2 separate regions of the Gasterosteus aculeatus genome follow, and region 2 is linked to region 1. A link is a contact called in public Hi-C data. All regions are on one chromosome and are shown on one strand. The core of a region is the stretch at or near the end of the contact, and the rest is flanking DNA. Distances in the headings are between cores, read along the strand shown. Region 1 has its middle 24 kb from the start of nrsn1l. Region 2 holds the start of sox4a (SRY-box transcription factor 4a).

Region 1 (7,738 bases), core at 1,809-4,308:
GCTGCCCACACATTTCTCAGCTCCTCTTCATTTTGGACACTCATACATTTATGGAGCGATTCGGTGCAGTTCTCCCTCCGAGGCATCCAGGGTTACTGCTCACACCGAGCGGTGGCGAGCAGAGGGGGTCTGGGGGTTTTCGGGGGGGTGGTGGGGGGGGGCTGATGGCGGAGGTGGAGGGTTGAGGGGGGGGTCAGTTGAAGACTGGTGGGGGGGGAGAGTGGGATAAGAAGACAAATGGACGGCCGGCAGTGGAGTGATTTCCAAAACCTGAAAGAAAAATGATATGAGAGAAGAACCAATATTGTGTTTTGGCCACTTTATTTGTCCCACAGAGTAGTGTGAGCATATAGACGTGTGTGTGTGTGTGTGTGTGTGTGTGTGTGTGAGGCTTGTTGCAGATGTCACCAGTAATTTAAGGCCCCTTTTTGGTGCAACACCCACTCCTCTCTTGTGATAAAATACTGTCTGCATCACCTGTGAGCCTGTGGTCTTTCCGTGTGAGTGTGCATGTGTGTGTTGTACTCTAATTAGCACTTAAACACACAGGAGAGTACTGAAGCCAGACAGCCGATAAATCAGACAAAGCTATGAGATCGTAACACACTAACAGAAAATATCAGCTGCTTTGTGCGGCTCGTACGCACTTGATAAATTGACAATACGGCGGCTGCACGCAGCTGGCTCCTTTCCCGATTCCAACGCGTTGGATTGTGGGGACAATTTTGTGTTTGCACTGCATCTTTCTTTGTCTCAACTGCAGAGATGCGATAAGTAATGAGACGCCTACCAGGACGGGGCTGTTCTTTTTGTGTTCATTTGCTAAAACACGCCCGCTGCATTCCTATATGTCTCCCTCCAATTACCAGCATTACTCAAAGTCAGAGGCTCCACCGGCACGTTCTTCATCTTTCACTTTCCTTATTCATTCATTTGAATATCCCAAACCCCCGACCGGCGGGCGGGCGGGCGGGCGGGCGGGCGGGAAGCAGCGCGCTCGCCGACGTTGTGTGGTGGTTTCAGGGCCTGTGAGAGTCGCCGTGGCCCGCGTGCTGCTGGAAGCCCCCGCAGGCGTGAAGGAGGCACATCCAGCAGGGCAGTACAGTCGTCCCCCCCTCCCCCCCCCCCCCCCCCCCCCAGGGGAGTCTGGGGGAATGAGTCCCGGTGGAGGTTTGTTCAAATGCTAGAGGGAGTGTTTGCCCCGCACCAGCCTCGCTCGCACTAATGGACACGTCTCTGTTATTGATGGCAGGACTGCGGGGAAGAAAAAAAACTATGTGCACAAGCTGTTTTGTGCATTCGTTACACTTCAGCCACACAAGGTGACGTCCCGTTCGCCCTTGAAGGTGACATCTTTGTATTGGAGCAAACACTTGTGCCATAAAAGAGTTGAAATCCGATCCGCCTCAAAGCTGCTCTCGATGACGTATTCAACAGGACCGGCTGAATGTAGGTGAATAAAAGTGCAGCTTCAGCTGTCATTTGAAATGCTGCCAGATGTTGTCCCTTCTCTGCATCCCCATCACACCGCTAAAGAGAGGCCACCACAGCTGCTCTAATCAATGGTTTATAATGAATAAGCTTCCGTGTCTCATCTGGAAAGGGATGCCGGTATCGACAAACCCCCCCATTCAGCTCATTGTTTTGGTTTGACTCCATCAATGTGTCCTGCGAAGACGCCGAGTCCAAACGGCAGAGAGCGCAAGAGCGAGCCGGTCAAAGGTGACCGATGTCTCCGGCGGGAGCGTCGTCGGGAGGACAGAACGTGACCATTTGTGTGGTCAGACTCACATGGAAAGCTGCGCACACACCAAGCGCATCTATTGTGAGGAAAGACGTGCAATCGGCCGCCTCACTTTTAGGTTTTGCAATGAGTGAGATGACGTTTCAGTTGTTTTACTGCCGTGGAAATACAGATGTCGGAGAAGGAAACCGCCGGGTGAATGCACACAGCAATTAAGTAATAAAAGTGTTTACAGTGGGCATTGAAAGCTGAACACAAGTGACGCTTTTCTCCCCTTTTTAACGTTGTCGGGCTGTTTATTCTCCCTCTAAGCTGCTGTAAATGCACGCGTACAGCACCTGCCATTTACTCTGAACCCCCTCTGTCTCTGCAGTTCCAACTGCTTTCACCTCTCCAGTTTCAGAGTGCTAAAGAAAGCACAGCGAGAACAACGCTGTCTGCTTTTAGCTGTAGGAGACATTATGTCACATGCGTTACACCTACACTGAACTGTTGTGTGCACGCGTCTCCCTCTTTTCTCCTCCCGAGCAAAGAGGCCGAGGACTCGTGGATGCGGTCGTGGGCCGCGGCGCGATGCATATTCACGGCGGCAGCTCCCCCTCGCTGCTGGCAAGGTTAGCTCTGTTTATGAAACCGTCAATTACACATATTTAATTTAGTAAGAGAAAAGAAAGAAAAAAAACGCCGCCACACCGACTGAATCCAGACCGGGTGTCCCCCTGAGCACCGGGATAAATAGAGCGAGGGAAGAGCAGGAGGAGAAAGAGGGAGAAACGGACTTCATTAATTCCGTCGTCCATCTAATTGGAGCCCTGTTGGAGCCTACGGCTGAAATGAAGTCCGAATCTAATGAGAAAAGAAAAGACACAGGGGGAAAAGTTGGAACTGCTAATATCTAGAGAACAACCTTGGGCTAAATCGAGACTTGGTGTACGATACAAACCCTTGGGACGCCCCCCGACTCTCTCGGTTGGCCGCTGATTAAAAATTGGACGGTATTCTTTCTAAATAATGAGACTGGAGGCCTACCTGGATGTTCCAACCCGAACCGAACCGAAAGTTTGCCGAAAAATCCACATGGCGCTGTGATTCACATCGAGGGGGACGACAAGAGGAGAAGGTTTGGGGCCGAGCGAGTCGGATGAGATTCACGTACAGCACGTTTGTTCCGAGCAGAGTAGGACAGCGTGGAGCGAGGTGGAGCGAGGTGGAGCGAGGTGGAGCGAACCCGCGCTGCGGAGTAGGAGCACAGATACACCTCCACCATGCTTGAGGGGTGATGAGTAGAGAAAAGCAATAGGACAGTGAGGAGTGTGTGAAGCAGTAGAGTTTAGAGTAGAATAGTGGAGTACTGACCGGGTACAGCAGAGTACAGCAGAGTACAGCAGAGTACAGTAGAGTAGAGTATTGTGTATTTCAGCGCGCTGGAGTAAAGTATGACATCATACACCAGAATTTATTGAATGCCACACGAGGAGCTTCCAGTACCAACAACTGTCAGCAGATCCCAGAACAGAGGACACGCTGTGCACCGGCTCAGAGGGGACGTCCGCACACACACACACACACACACACACACACACACACACTGTTCACTGCCATTCCAACTGCAATCCAATTAGGTTTGATTTCAATTCGATTACTGGACAGTGGAGTGGGGATCCATTGAATGAACTTTACTTGGGAATTCCATTACTACTGAGAAAGTCATTCCGGTCCGTAATGTGGATGGGAAACGGGTTAGCGGCTGGTATCAAGCCTCCCTGCGTGACGTCGAAAGCCTGCCGCCGTCACACGGAGACATCATTAAGGCTCAACAGAAAAGGGAGCAGAGCCTCACACAGGAAGACATCTGCTACACGAGAGACCACAGACAGCAAACTGTCAAAGACTATCTGTCCCCACAACCGCGCGTGTGTGTGCGCGCACGTGCAGTTCTGCACATGTGTTTGCAGCCTTGACTGCAAGAACAACAGATAAGCATTAACCATGTGCAGCCATAAAGTACCAGCATCAGGAGATAAGAAGCCCACTTCAGCGTGGGCCTGAAGTGACGGAGACACAACTCTTGTTAAACCCAAATGAACATTTGTTTCCGTCAATCACTTCCATGGCGGTAAAACACACGCTTTCCAATGCAGTCGATTGACACCTTAAGACGAGGTGTTGACATGCATGAGGCAAATAAATCCAAGCTAAAAATCTGAATTAATTCATTATCTTTTCGGGAAAGATACAGATTGTCGCACGGAGGTGATTCCCAGACGCAGGGGAGGAGACCTCCTGTCACCGATGCGAGCGGCTGTTGATCTCAGACGTCGCTCCTCTCACTTTTTTAATATCACGCTTTTAAAAAAGGAGAGGATGTTGTTTTGTGCGGCAAAACTGCGTCTCCAAACCCCGCCTTCGTCCTCCCCCCCGAATGCGTCTCTTCTCCCCTCCCACCCATCGAGAGCCCTTACATTTGAGTTTATCCATTACCCGTGTCCATCAGCATCAATCACTCAGCCCGTAACCGCTCCCCGTCTACAGCACACACACACACACACACACACACGCCGCTGCCGGCGAGTAGACGCTCGCTGTGGTTTTTACAGGCCGCTGACACCTCTGCGCCGGCTCTATTGATTTTGTTGTCTTATCCTAATGAGCCTGGCGTCATCCATCACCGCTCGGCCCGGGAGCACTGAATTAAGGAGAGACGGCGAGCATCACCTTGCCACCGGGCGCATATCAGCGACAGCTTCCTGAACACCATCGGCGGCGGTAAAAAAAGGAGCGGGCTGCTCGTCTGCTGGAGGTGCGTGACGTCGGCGCTGTGGGATAAGTGCAGCCCGACCTGATTTCAGGCCCCTCTCTCAGCGGCTGGCTCCTGACCCCTGCGGGGTCTTCCCTTTAACGCCCCTCGCTCCTCGCGCCGTGAAAGTGCTTTCAGGTCGCGTGTGTGTGTGTGTGTGTGTGTGGAGGTCGTAGCGTGTGCGCCGCGCCATCTCGGGTGCAGGTGCTGACGAGAAAGCGGTGATGGGGATGTTAGAAGGCGGCTCGCACCCATTACTTACTTACACCTTTTCGGAGTACCGGGCTGGAGATGAAACACTTCTCCTTCTCCTCCGTGCATCCGTTCAACCGCCGAGCCGTTATGGAGGCTGTCGCCTCCCCCCCCCCCCCCCCCCCCCCCCACTCCCTCTCACTCCGAATGGTGTTTTGATGCTCCTCCATCCTCGCATCACTCGCAGTGGAATCATCTGTGTCGGCGAAGGAAACAGTCCTCCCAGCTGAGAGTTTTGATTCAGGAATCACCTCGACCATGAGAAGGCCTCGCGTGTCGATATTGGACAAAGCGTTGGCGTTTGACGCCCTCGGAAGTCACATTTTCCGCGCCGTTTAAATCACTATTACGTTTAATGCGACATACAATCCACATCCTGCATCTCATGTTCCAACTGAACATCCTATCTGCTGCTTCGCTGTGATGTGTAAATCGCTAATCACACGCATTGTACATCACACATCATCCCATTGCCTTGCATCTTAAATCACCAGCTCCACCGTAGATCTTATCCTGTTACACGTGTCCCACACAGATCTTCTTATATATCTTCATCTAAATCTATGTCCATATTATCCATTCTGCGCCCCTCATCCCAAGCTGCTTGAGCCTACATCGCCGACTGAATAACATGCTAAAAAAGAACAAATCCTGGATGAGGACAGACTGCGTGTGGTGGTTGAAACCCAAAAGACCCCAAAAGACCCCGTCTTCAGGGGGCACTTTGGTGAAAACGACCGGCATGATCCTATTAAACCGACTGTCGCCGCTGTTTGCCGCCGTTAAAGAGGATAAGCTACTTATGGAGTGATGAAAAATGAAGTGAAGCTCTGTTGTGAGAGTATCTCTCAATGTCACTCACCACACTTAACTGTTCATGGATGCTACGCCAACACACGGCAACACACACCAACACGTACCAACACAAGCCAAATACTAAAGTCTACAGTGTGTATGAAAAGGATTATGCGCCGGCTGTGCTGTCATGTGACAGTTTCGGTGACTCTCCCGTGTCATTAGCGGCCCCCGAGGCGAACACACACATTCAAAGAACACAAATGCGAGCTGCACAAACACTTATGCACACACACACACACACACATACACACTCGCACCAAAGAAAGTCAGCAGGCCTTGGGAGCCGTGCCCTGACCTCTGGTTCCCAGTCAAAGGGGTGCTGTTCACCACCACACAACAGCACCACTGATCCCGTGTTCCTCTTGTAAATTTTGCTCTTTCTCCTCGGGGCTCAGAAGAGTCCTGTGTTGTTCTGTGAAAAGAAGGAGGAGGAGGAGGAGGAGCAAGAGAGCAGAGATATGAAGCCACTGTCTGTGTGCGCCGTGTCTGCATAAAGGCCGGGATTGTGCGTGTGCATCTCTGTGAGTGTGTGTGTGTCTCTATACAGTACATGTGCGTATAAAAAGAGCAAAGAACAAGGGACCTTTAGTGTGGGATGAAAACATAGACCAATGTTGCAGGCCAAATAAGATTAACTGGTCTAATGGACACACTTATTTTCATTATTCTGCATCGTTGCTGCAGCCCGGAGGAAACAGGCTCGCCACTACAAGCGGCCCCCGAGGGCAACGGTGTCCTCATAAAGGAGTCTTCACCCCGTCCACTCCTAATTTCCAAGAATTCATTCATCCTTCCATTGTGCCAAATTAAAAATGGTACCTCAGCCAGATTTTCCATCTGTCTCGGTAATTCATTCATTTAAACTGCGCACAGAAGCTACTTATGTGGTCCGGGGGTCAGCGCGGTTCGCTGGGATGTGTCCATGAAATTCAGTACAATCCGCTTCCTTGATACGGATCGGAATGCAGATCAGTGCAGTCCAGTTTATGGGTACAAATAAAACCGAGGGAGGAGCCACTCGCGCCCCCCCCCCCCCGTCTCTGATCATTAACACAGGCGTACATATGTAAATGAGAGGAGACAGCATGGAACATACAAGCCTATTACACAATTAACGTGACTGCTTGATTAAGTAATAGAGAGAGTCATTTAGTGAGTAATTATCTTCACCGCCTCCACGTTCACTTATGTCTTTCTTTTTATCTGCTCTAAACGCTCAAAGATCTCCGGTTTCGACCTCGACCCTGACGCGATTACAGCGGGCGGGCCCTCCGGGGACCCGCATCTGGATTTAGATTAAACCACGCTCGTCAAACGCAAAGCACCACATCTTTAATGCGGCCGTATATCAGCCGGCGTATAAAAATCTGAGGTTCCATCAAGTCCATGTTGGGGAGGAGGGGCGGGGGGAGTTGATTAAATGAAGAAAGGGGGGGGGGGGGAAATGTGTGTACACGGGGTCGATCAGAGCGAGAAGGTGAAACGAAGCAAATGCATTGACATTGAAAAAAAAAAGGTCGACACGACGGCAACTGAGAAAAAATGGACTTGAAAAAGTTCACCTGTGAAATTGTGAATGTGGCTCCTAAAGGTGCGTAATCAGCAGGGTTGGTTGTCCCAAAACGCACAAAAGGAAATGGACGGCGCGTTGCTTTTCCTCGACGCGACACGAAAAGAGCGAGATGGATGACGATCACATGAACACGCTCTTTCGCCTGCAACACATCGGTCTGCGTGAGACATTCTGTCCGTCGCTAAAGAGCACAGGACGGAGGGAACCACGCGGGACATTCAGCGTGCATCGGGGGGGGGGTGGCTGATATTTAGGCCGAGGCGTTGCAGCGCCGCACCACCGCACGTGCTGTGGACACCACCTGCACTGAGGGCCGGAGAGGCGCCGCTCCACATCCGTCTTCTTCTGTAGCTCGTTGCTCTCTCAAGGAAAAAGGAAGAAAAAAAAAAGAGCCTGTCGGGCAATCAATATAGCGATGAGGGCTGTTGTTTTGAGGCCTGATATACTACGTGCACGCCGACACAAGAGTAATGACTGCCATCCACGGCCACTGTAACACTCATGAATTATACTT
Region 2 (7,738 bases), core at 3,836-6,335, 50 kb after region 1:
AAATGAAGGCATCCAGAAGGAATTAATTGGATTTGGGAGCAGCCTCTCCTGCACGATTCCACCAGGGCAGACAAACACCCCCCCCCTCCCTCCCCCCCACCCTCAGCCCCCCACCCTCAGCCTCCCAGTGGCACACTCACCAGACAGACAGACACTCCTCCTCCTTTATTCCAGTCATGCCTCGCAGAGACGTCTGCCGCCCTCCTGCATCTACCCCACCTACCCCCACCTACCTCGCCCCGATGGATCAGTCTGTGTCTCACACACACACACACACAGACAGATCGGACCGCAGCCTCGCTCTTGGATACAGTGTTTCCATGGCAGCCACGTGTGGAATCAGACGGAGTGAGAGAGAGAGAGAGAGACCCCTCCTATCGATAGAACGGCCGGATATTGATTCGCCGACGCGTCTGCGGCCGCACGCTGACCCACCGGCAAACACACACTCGCGTGCGCAGAGTGTAAACATCAGACGCCGGGTTGGATCTTGTGAATGAGGGTCAGCGGTGGAGTGCGATGCTGAATTAAGGCTGATATTCCTCCCCCCCCCCCGCATGCACGGAGCTCCAATATGTGCGATGGCTCCAATTCAGTCCGAGATGAAACTGTGGATGTTAGTTATGGTTCAGCTCTTACAAATGGTGAAAAACACAAGAAATAAAGACTTTGTACTTTTCAGTTCCAGCTGATTTTATTTCCTTCTTGGAAGAAAAGAAAAACAAATAAAAAAAACGACAATCTGTACAGAGGTCTGAGAGGCAGTGATTGACCCAAACGTTGGCTGGTTTTGAGCTATAAACATCAAATGATATTGGCATGATTGGACAAAACATGATCATACACAGCCTATTGCACAAATGAAAAAAGAAAAAGGACAATAGACAAGATGTCTCAAAGGTAAAAAAAAAAAAAAAAAAAGAAACTCCTGGACCACAATCATCTTCAACATAAGGATGTCCAAAGATGGCTGTCCTAGTGCCTGTCGTTGATCAGTATCATACATAAAACACACAATCTTTGCTTATAGTACAGTCAGTTTACATAAATATCTTCATGTTATTATTCTTTTAAAAATCTTAAACACAACAGCTATAGCTACATATACCTGAATCTGAAATACAAATGCTATTTGCCATGCCATAATATAGGAAAACAATTAGCCTGCTATACTTAGCCAACAGGTACAGAAAGGTTAAATACTATTTTTTGATGCAATTTGCGCAATAACAGATGAAGCACTTCATACATCTCCCTCCCTCCCTCCAAAGTCTAGGCAAAGTGGAATGAGTGTGAAATTCCATCCAGTGGTTCAAATAAAACTTATCATGATAAAAAAAAAAAAAAAAAAAAAAAAAAAAGCACACAGAGGTATCAGCTTTATCCAAACAGTGACTCTCTGGGATCTGACACGCATCTACTTCAGGTCTAATGTGTCCTGGAAACAGTCACCACTCAGACCGGTGGCGCTTTGTTTACTTGGCTGGTGAAACTGGAGCCACTGTGCCGTTAAGAAGCATGTGGGTAAATACTGTAAACACTGTGTGAGGTCAGATTGTGCCAAACAACCCCCCCCCCCCCCCCAACCCCCCCTCTGCACGTCTAAACACCGATGTAGATCCAAACAACAATGTTGGAGGCTACCCAACACGCTGGAAAGCCCCTTTCTATAGATTTTATACAAAAATACAAGTAGAAAATCATGACACACTCAAGTCTCCTTAAAAGTGAGAGAAGTCGGACATTTTAAATAAGATACACTTCTAGCCCTTCCGCGCTGGATACAGACAGGTGTATGTGCACAAACACAAACGAGACCTGTACGAGAACAATACTTCTATGTATAAAAAAGTTTGGCCGGTATAAATACATCGATATAAAAAAAAAACGTCATCTGACACAGGAACTACAAAGTTTGAAGCACTAGGCGGAAAGGACGCGCGTCGGGGGACGTTGGTCCTGAATTGTGCACTGAGTGTTTAAAAAGGTTCAGAAAAAGGGCTTCTGAAGTTTGGAGTCAGTCTTTGTTTACAAGTCCTGCCGTTGAAAGAGAAGCTGGTGATAGTGAATTGTGTCCTACGGTCACACAAATTGCGTAATTACGCAGCAATGAACTTTTTTTTAATTTTTACGCATTAAACGACAACAAAATCCTCCTTATCGCAGAGGGCATGCGTGTTGATATTCAAAACTATCTTGAGTTTGGGGGGGAAAAAACTACACCTGAATAGCAACTTGATGGACAATGTGAGTTGGCTGTTTCTTGGACAAAGCCCCCCCCCCAAAAAAAAACGAGCGGTCCAGTAAATGTCCCCCGTTTTCCGGCCCAAATCAACACAGATATTCAAAAGTCGTGTCTCGGTCCTCGTCCTCTGCGGGCTGGTTTGTCACGTGTGTCTCGCGGCGCTCCGCTTACATTCACTGCTCCTCCGCGTCCGAACGCAAACTCAGCATTTCTCCCCCCTCTGCGCGTTCCCGTCGGGCGCGCGGAGCGCCGTCTGAACGTACCTGGGGCTCCGACGCGCGCACAGGCCACCTTTTCTCTCCCGTTTTCACTCCCCCTCATCTGGTGAAAGGAAGGCGGAAATATTCTGGTGTGGACGCACGCGCCTGTCCTGGGTATTAGAACAGTTCAAAACGTGGGGGAGGGTGGTGGGGGGGTGGTGACGTCGTGTCTTCTCGCCACCGCGGTCCTCTTCAGTAGGTGAACACCAGGTTGGAGATGGTGGACTCCAGCCAGTCTCCCGAGATCATCTCGCTGACCTCCGGGGTGCAGTAGTCGGGGAAGTCGAAGTGAGATCCCGCCCCGCACTCCCCGAAGCTCCAGTCCAAGTCCCGGTCCAGCTCCGGGTCGGAGAAGCCCATGCCGCCGAGGGACATGGTCTCAAACCCGGGGCTCGGGTTCGGTTCGACTCGCTCGTCTTCGAACTCCTCATCCGACGACGAGGATGACACCGACGAGGAGGAGTGCGAGGCGGAGGGCGTCGGGGAGGAGGCGCGAGCGTACCTGAGGCGCGCGGTGCGCGAGGACTCGCTGGCCGCGGGGCTCGGCTCGTCGTACAGGCTGGCGTGGTCGCTGGAATCCGCCGAGCTGCTCAGGGTGGGACTGGCCGGGACCCCCACGGAGGGAGGCCCGCTCTCCAGGCTGCCGGCCCCGCCGAACATGTGGCCGCGCCTCGCCTCCCCGGCGCGCTTCTCCGGGATCTGCCTCGCCGCGGACACTGACCTGGATTTGAAGAGGGCCTGGTGGTCGCCGGGAGACGCGTAGTCCTGCCCCGCGGCGCTCTTGGTGACCCCCTGTTTGTGCGTCCGGCTCGCTCCTTTCGCCGCGGGGCTCCTTTTCACGCCGGGTTTGGCGCTGCGCTCGCCGCTCTTCTCCCCGCGCTCCGCCGGCTTACTCGCTCCGCTTCCCGACTTGACCTTCTTCCTGGGCCGGTACTTGTAGTCTGGGTAGTCGGCCATGTGTTTGAGCCGGAGCCGCTCCGCCTCGCGGATGAACGGGATCTTGTCGGTGTCTTTCAGCAGCTTCCAGCGCTTCCCCAGCCGCTTGGAGATCTCCGCGTTGTGCATGTCCGGCGCCTGCTCCATGATCTTCCTCCTCTCGATCTGCGACCACACCATGAACGCGTTCATGGGTCGCTTGATGTGCCCCGTCGGAGTTTTACACCACGCCAAGTCTCTCCGGACCCCGGAGGAGAGGGACGGAGACACGTCCATCTCCAAGTCCATTTCTCCCGTGTCCGTGGAGTCCCCGCCGGGAGAATGCGCGTGGGCGCTCTCGGTCTGGCTCATGTGCTGCACCATCCTGTCCTCCAGACACAGTTTCAGCGACCGAGTTCTCAAAAGGCTTTAACCGAAAAAGGAAAAAAAAAAGAAAGAAAGAAAACTCCTCGCTGGTCTTATTTAGGGCGCTTTAAGAACCACACTGGTCTGAAAAGTTCATCCGAGTCTCCTCTTTTCTTCACGCGCCTGCTTTTTTTTTTTTCAACTCGTACCAGTGCGCTTCGCGGAAACACAACAACCGAAAAAAGAACATATGTATCCCGAAACTATACCCAACAGCAAGTTTCAACCGCCCGTGCGGCTGAAAACGCGCCCTGCGAGCCTCGGAACGCGGCGCCGGGGGCCACAGCGGTTCAAGTCCCTTATGCGAACCCGGCGGTGTGCAGCGCAGCTCGTCGGCGCGGTTGAGGAACCATGTGGTGGAATGGAGCGGCTGCGCGTGCTCATAGTCTCCCTGTTTGCTGCGCGCTGCGTAATATTACTGTAAACACAACAACGAGAACTTCGCCCCTTTATACCTTCAGCGCGAGACGCCAGAGCCAATCGGCGTCTGTCTCCATACCGACTTTGTCACCCGGGCCCCGCCCCCCTCCCGGCCTCCCATTGGCCGAATAAGAAAAAACGGGTAATAATAATAATAATGTGCAAGGAGGATCGTTGTGTCTGACCTCATTCCTGTCAGACTTCACTGAAGGAAAGACGAACTCGTTATACGCGCGCGCGCGCGTGTGTGCATGTGCGTGTGCGTGTGTGTGCGCGTGTCTGTTGAAGGGGCACGTTGTCCTTTCCTGCTGCACAGGGAAGCTGTCAAGGTTACACCTAGAACTGCATTACTTGTGTGGATGAGTATCGGCTTCATTTAGGTTGCAGGTGGTGTTTGGGTGTGGGGGGGGAGGTGGGGGAGGAGGGGGGGGGGGGGGGGGTCAAGGAAAAATGCTGAGGACACCCTAACCCGCAGTGCACGCGCCCGGACGCGGCTCCTCCGAGCTGACGCCCACGGGTCGTCACGGCGGCGGCTCGCGGAATTACGTCACAGCTGGAAGTGTCAACGACGGAGGTTCTGCACGCGTCTCAAACCCGGAGAGGATTGTGCGTGTCACAAACAAACAAACAAACAAACAAACACAAAACAAACAAAAGTCCCGGTGACTCCACAGCAGCTCCATTGTGGTAACATGCACATGTCGTGTAGGATCACGTTACAGCCGGTGTCGCTAGGTGTCAGGCTAGAGCCAACGTGAGCTGATGACGTGTGTGTGTGTGTGTGTGTGCGTGCGCGCGCGCGCAGCTTTATCTCCGTCCTGTAATCGGCCGCTTTGAGCTGCGGTCGTTAAATCGCGCCGGTGACGTCATCGTCTTAGTCCCGCAACGGCGCTGAGGGGCTGAACTTTGTGCCCTTCAGGAGACGCTGATCACAACTCGGATTCCAGCAGTTAAGCAAAATGTGCATTCGCGTTGTGTGATTAGGTTTCCGCGCACTAATGGGTGTGTGTTCCTAATTCATGACCTATGATCTATGTCAGGGTAAAAAAAGGAATAAACTCTTTAAAATTTCACAACCCGGCCCATTTACCCCCCTCGGTGCTTACATAAATCAAACACATAAATAATAATGAGCTCCTTCACCGCTCTGTACCCTTAGAACTAATTATAAGTGTACACCTGCCACTGGATTACGCTGCCGCCTCTCTCTGTCTCCCCGCGCACGCCGGTTTGTTTGCACAGGTGATGCAGGTAGACCTGTAATCTTATCTGATGTGTGACGAGCAGCTGTCGGTAGCTTTCCACTCTGTCACCGGCAGATGTGCGGCTGTGGCAGCGCCGGCCTATCGCTCTGTCATCTTCAGAGCAGCCGGAGCAGCCGGAGCCGCCTGTTTACCCCAAATATGGCGCGCTGTTGACGCCTGGGGGGACGGTGTCGTTATGAGGAGTGATGTGGGAGAATGGGACTCTCGCAGTGGGACCACTGGGTTGGTTGTATGCAGGGGGACGGATTGTATTCCAGGGGGACGGATTGGATGCAGGGGGACGGGTTGGATGCAGGGGGACGGATTGTATTCCAGGGGGACGGGTCGTATGCAGGGGGACGGGTTGAATGCAGGGGGACAGATTGTATGCAGGGGGACGGGTCGTATGCAGGGAGACGGGTTGAATGCAGGGGGACAGATTGTATGCAGGGGGACAGATTGTATGCAGGGGGACGGGTTGTATGCAGGGGGGCAGGTTGGATGCAGGGGGACAGATTGTATGCAGGGGGACAGATTGTTTGCAGCGGGGCGGGTTGGATGAAGGGGGACAGATTGTATGCAGCGGGGCGGGTTGTATGAAGGGGGGCAGGTTGGATGCAGGGGGACAGATTGTATGCAGGGGGGCGGGTTGGATGAAGGGGGGCAGGTTGGATGCAGGGGGACAGATTGTATGCAGCGGGGCGGGTTGGATGAAGGGGGGCAGGTTGGATGCAGGGGGACAGATTGTATGCAGGGGGACAGATTGTATGCAGGGGGACGGGTTGTATGCAGGGGGGCAGGTTGGATGCAGGGGGACAGATTGTATGCAGGGGGACAGATTGTTTGCAGCGGGGCGGGTTGGATGAAGGGGGACAGATTGTATGCAGCGGGGCGGGTTGGATGAAGGGGGGCAGGTTGGATGCAGGGGGACAGATTGTATGCAGCGGGGCGGGTTGGATGAAGGGGGGCAGGTTGGATGCAGGGGGACAGATTGTATGCAGGGGGACAGATTGTTTGCAGCGGGGCGGGTTGGATGAAGGGGGGCGGGTTGGATGAAGGGGGACAGATTGTATGCAGGGGGGCGGGTTGGATGAAGGGGGACAGATTGTATGCAGCGGGGCGGGTTGGATGAAGGGGGACAGATTCTATGCAGGGGGACGGGTTGGATGCAGCGGGGCGGGTTGGATGAAGGGGGACAGATTCTATGCAGGGGGACGGGTTGGATGCAGCGGGGCGGGTTGGATGAAGGGGGACAGATTCTATGCAGGGGGACGGGGACGTGTTGCTGGAAATGAAACTGGAGCGTTTCCTTGGATTATTTTGACGTACTTGTATCGTCGTAGCTGTAAAGCAGCATTGTGAGAAACCTCTGGACACTCAAACGTTCCACCAGAAGCGATGCTTGTGAAATCATTTCAGTGGCAGAATAATAACATCAGAAGCCTTAATTCAGAGCTCACTGACGCTGTTTATTACGACGTGTAAATAAAACATTAGTCCGTCTTACCAAGGAGCAAACTGCAGGTTAAATGAGCTCATGTGTTTGCAAGTAGATGGATTCATTGGAAACGGGGCTGAAGAGAAACACTCCCAGTGTGTCGTAAACAGGGGGGGGGGGAAGGGGGGGCATCGAGAACCCGATAGCAGAAACGAGATGGAAATGGAAGCAGTGCACAGGAAGTGTGCGTGCTTCAAACAGTCGTACTCATTAACGGTTCTTTGGGGGGGGGGGGGGGGGGGGGGCTCTGTGTGCACGTGTCTCTGTGTGTGTACGTACGTGCAGCGCTAACTGAACTGGATCTCTTCCAGGGACTAAAAGTTTGAAAAAAGCGGTGGGAAGTCCCCTCTTCTCTGGAGTCACACCGAAAAACTGAAGACTAAGCATTCATTTGCATACCCCCCCCCCCCCCCCCCCCCCCCCCCACACGCTCTTCCTCCCTCGGTGTGACTCATCAGCAGACAGTTTGTCCTCTCGGTGTGTTGTGTGCACGTGGCAGACAGTGCAGGTGGCCGTCTCAGCGTGTCACCCACCTGCTGCTGTCACCTTACGACAATCCGACTGTCAGAGCGAAGAACAGATGAACGGAGGGGGATGAAAGATGGGTGAGTGGACAAAATAACAGGAACACATTACTACATATTGCGATCCAATTTAATTTGGAAATCAAGCTTCAGGTTCGCTCCTTTCAAAACTTTGAGGCCTGAACTTCACGCTGGATTGACGAAGC

The links. A called contact is a pair of places that touch in the nucleus more often than the background predicts.
Region 2: a Hi-C map of whole body shows a contact between it and region 1, with 2.4 times the contacts expected there. The contact joins the promoter of sox4a here to the enhancer-like site in region 1. A contact is called at or near these places in 2 of 6 Hi-C or Micro-C datasets (skeletal muscle and whole body).

Annotation. Positions count from the first base shown.
Region 1 is chr10:16,187,488-16,195,225 of fGasAcu3.hap1.1, forward strand. No RefSeq gene overlaps it. Among protein-coding and RNA genes, the nearest start is that of nrsn1l, 24 kb to the left of the region's middle. Within about 2 kb of position 3,059, at least 3 of the 9 cell types and tissues checked have open chromatin away from gene starts, as enhancers often do.
Region 2 is chr10:16,235,719-16,243,456 of fGasAcu3.hap1.1, forward strand. It overlaps sox4a (SRY-box transcription factor 4a), which reads right to left and starts at 5,086. Exons shown (of 1, transcript XM_040189043.2): 1 at 676-5,086. The coding sequence starts at 3,804. The coding sequence ends at 2,698. e2f3 (E2F transcription factor 3) reads right to left here. Exons shown (of 8, transcript XM_078081294.1): 8 at 7,645-7,738.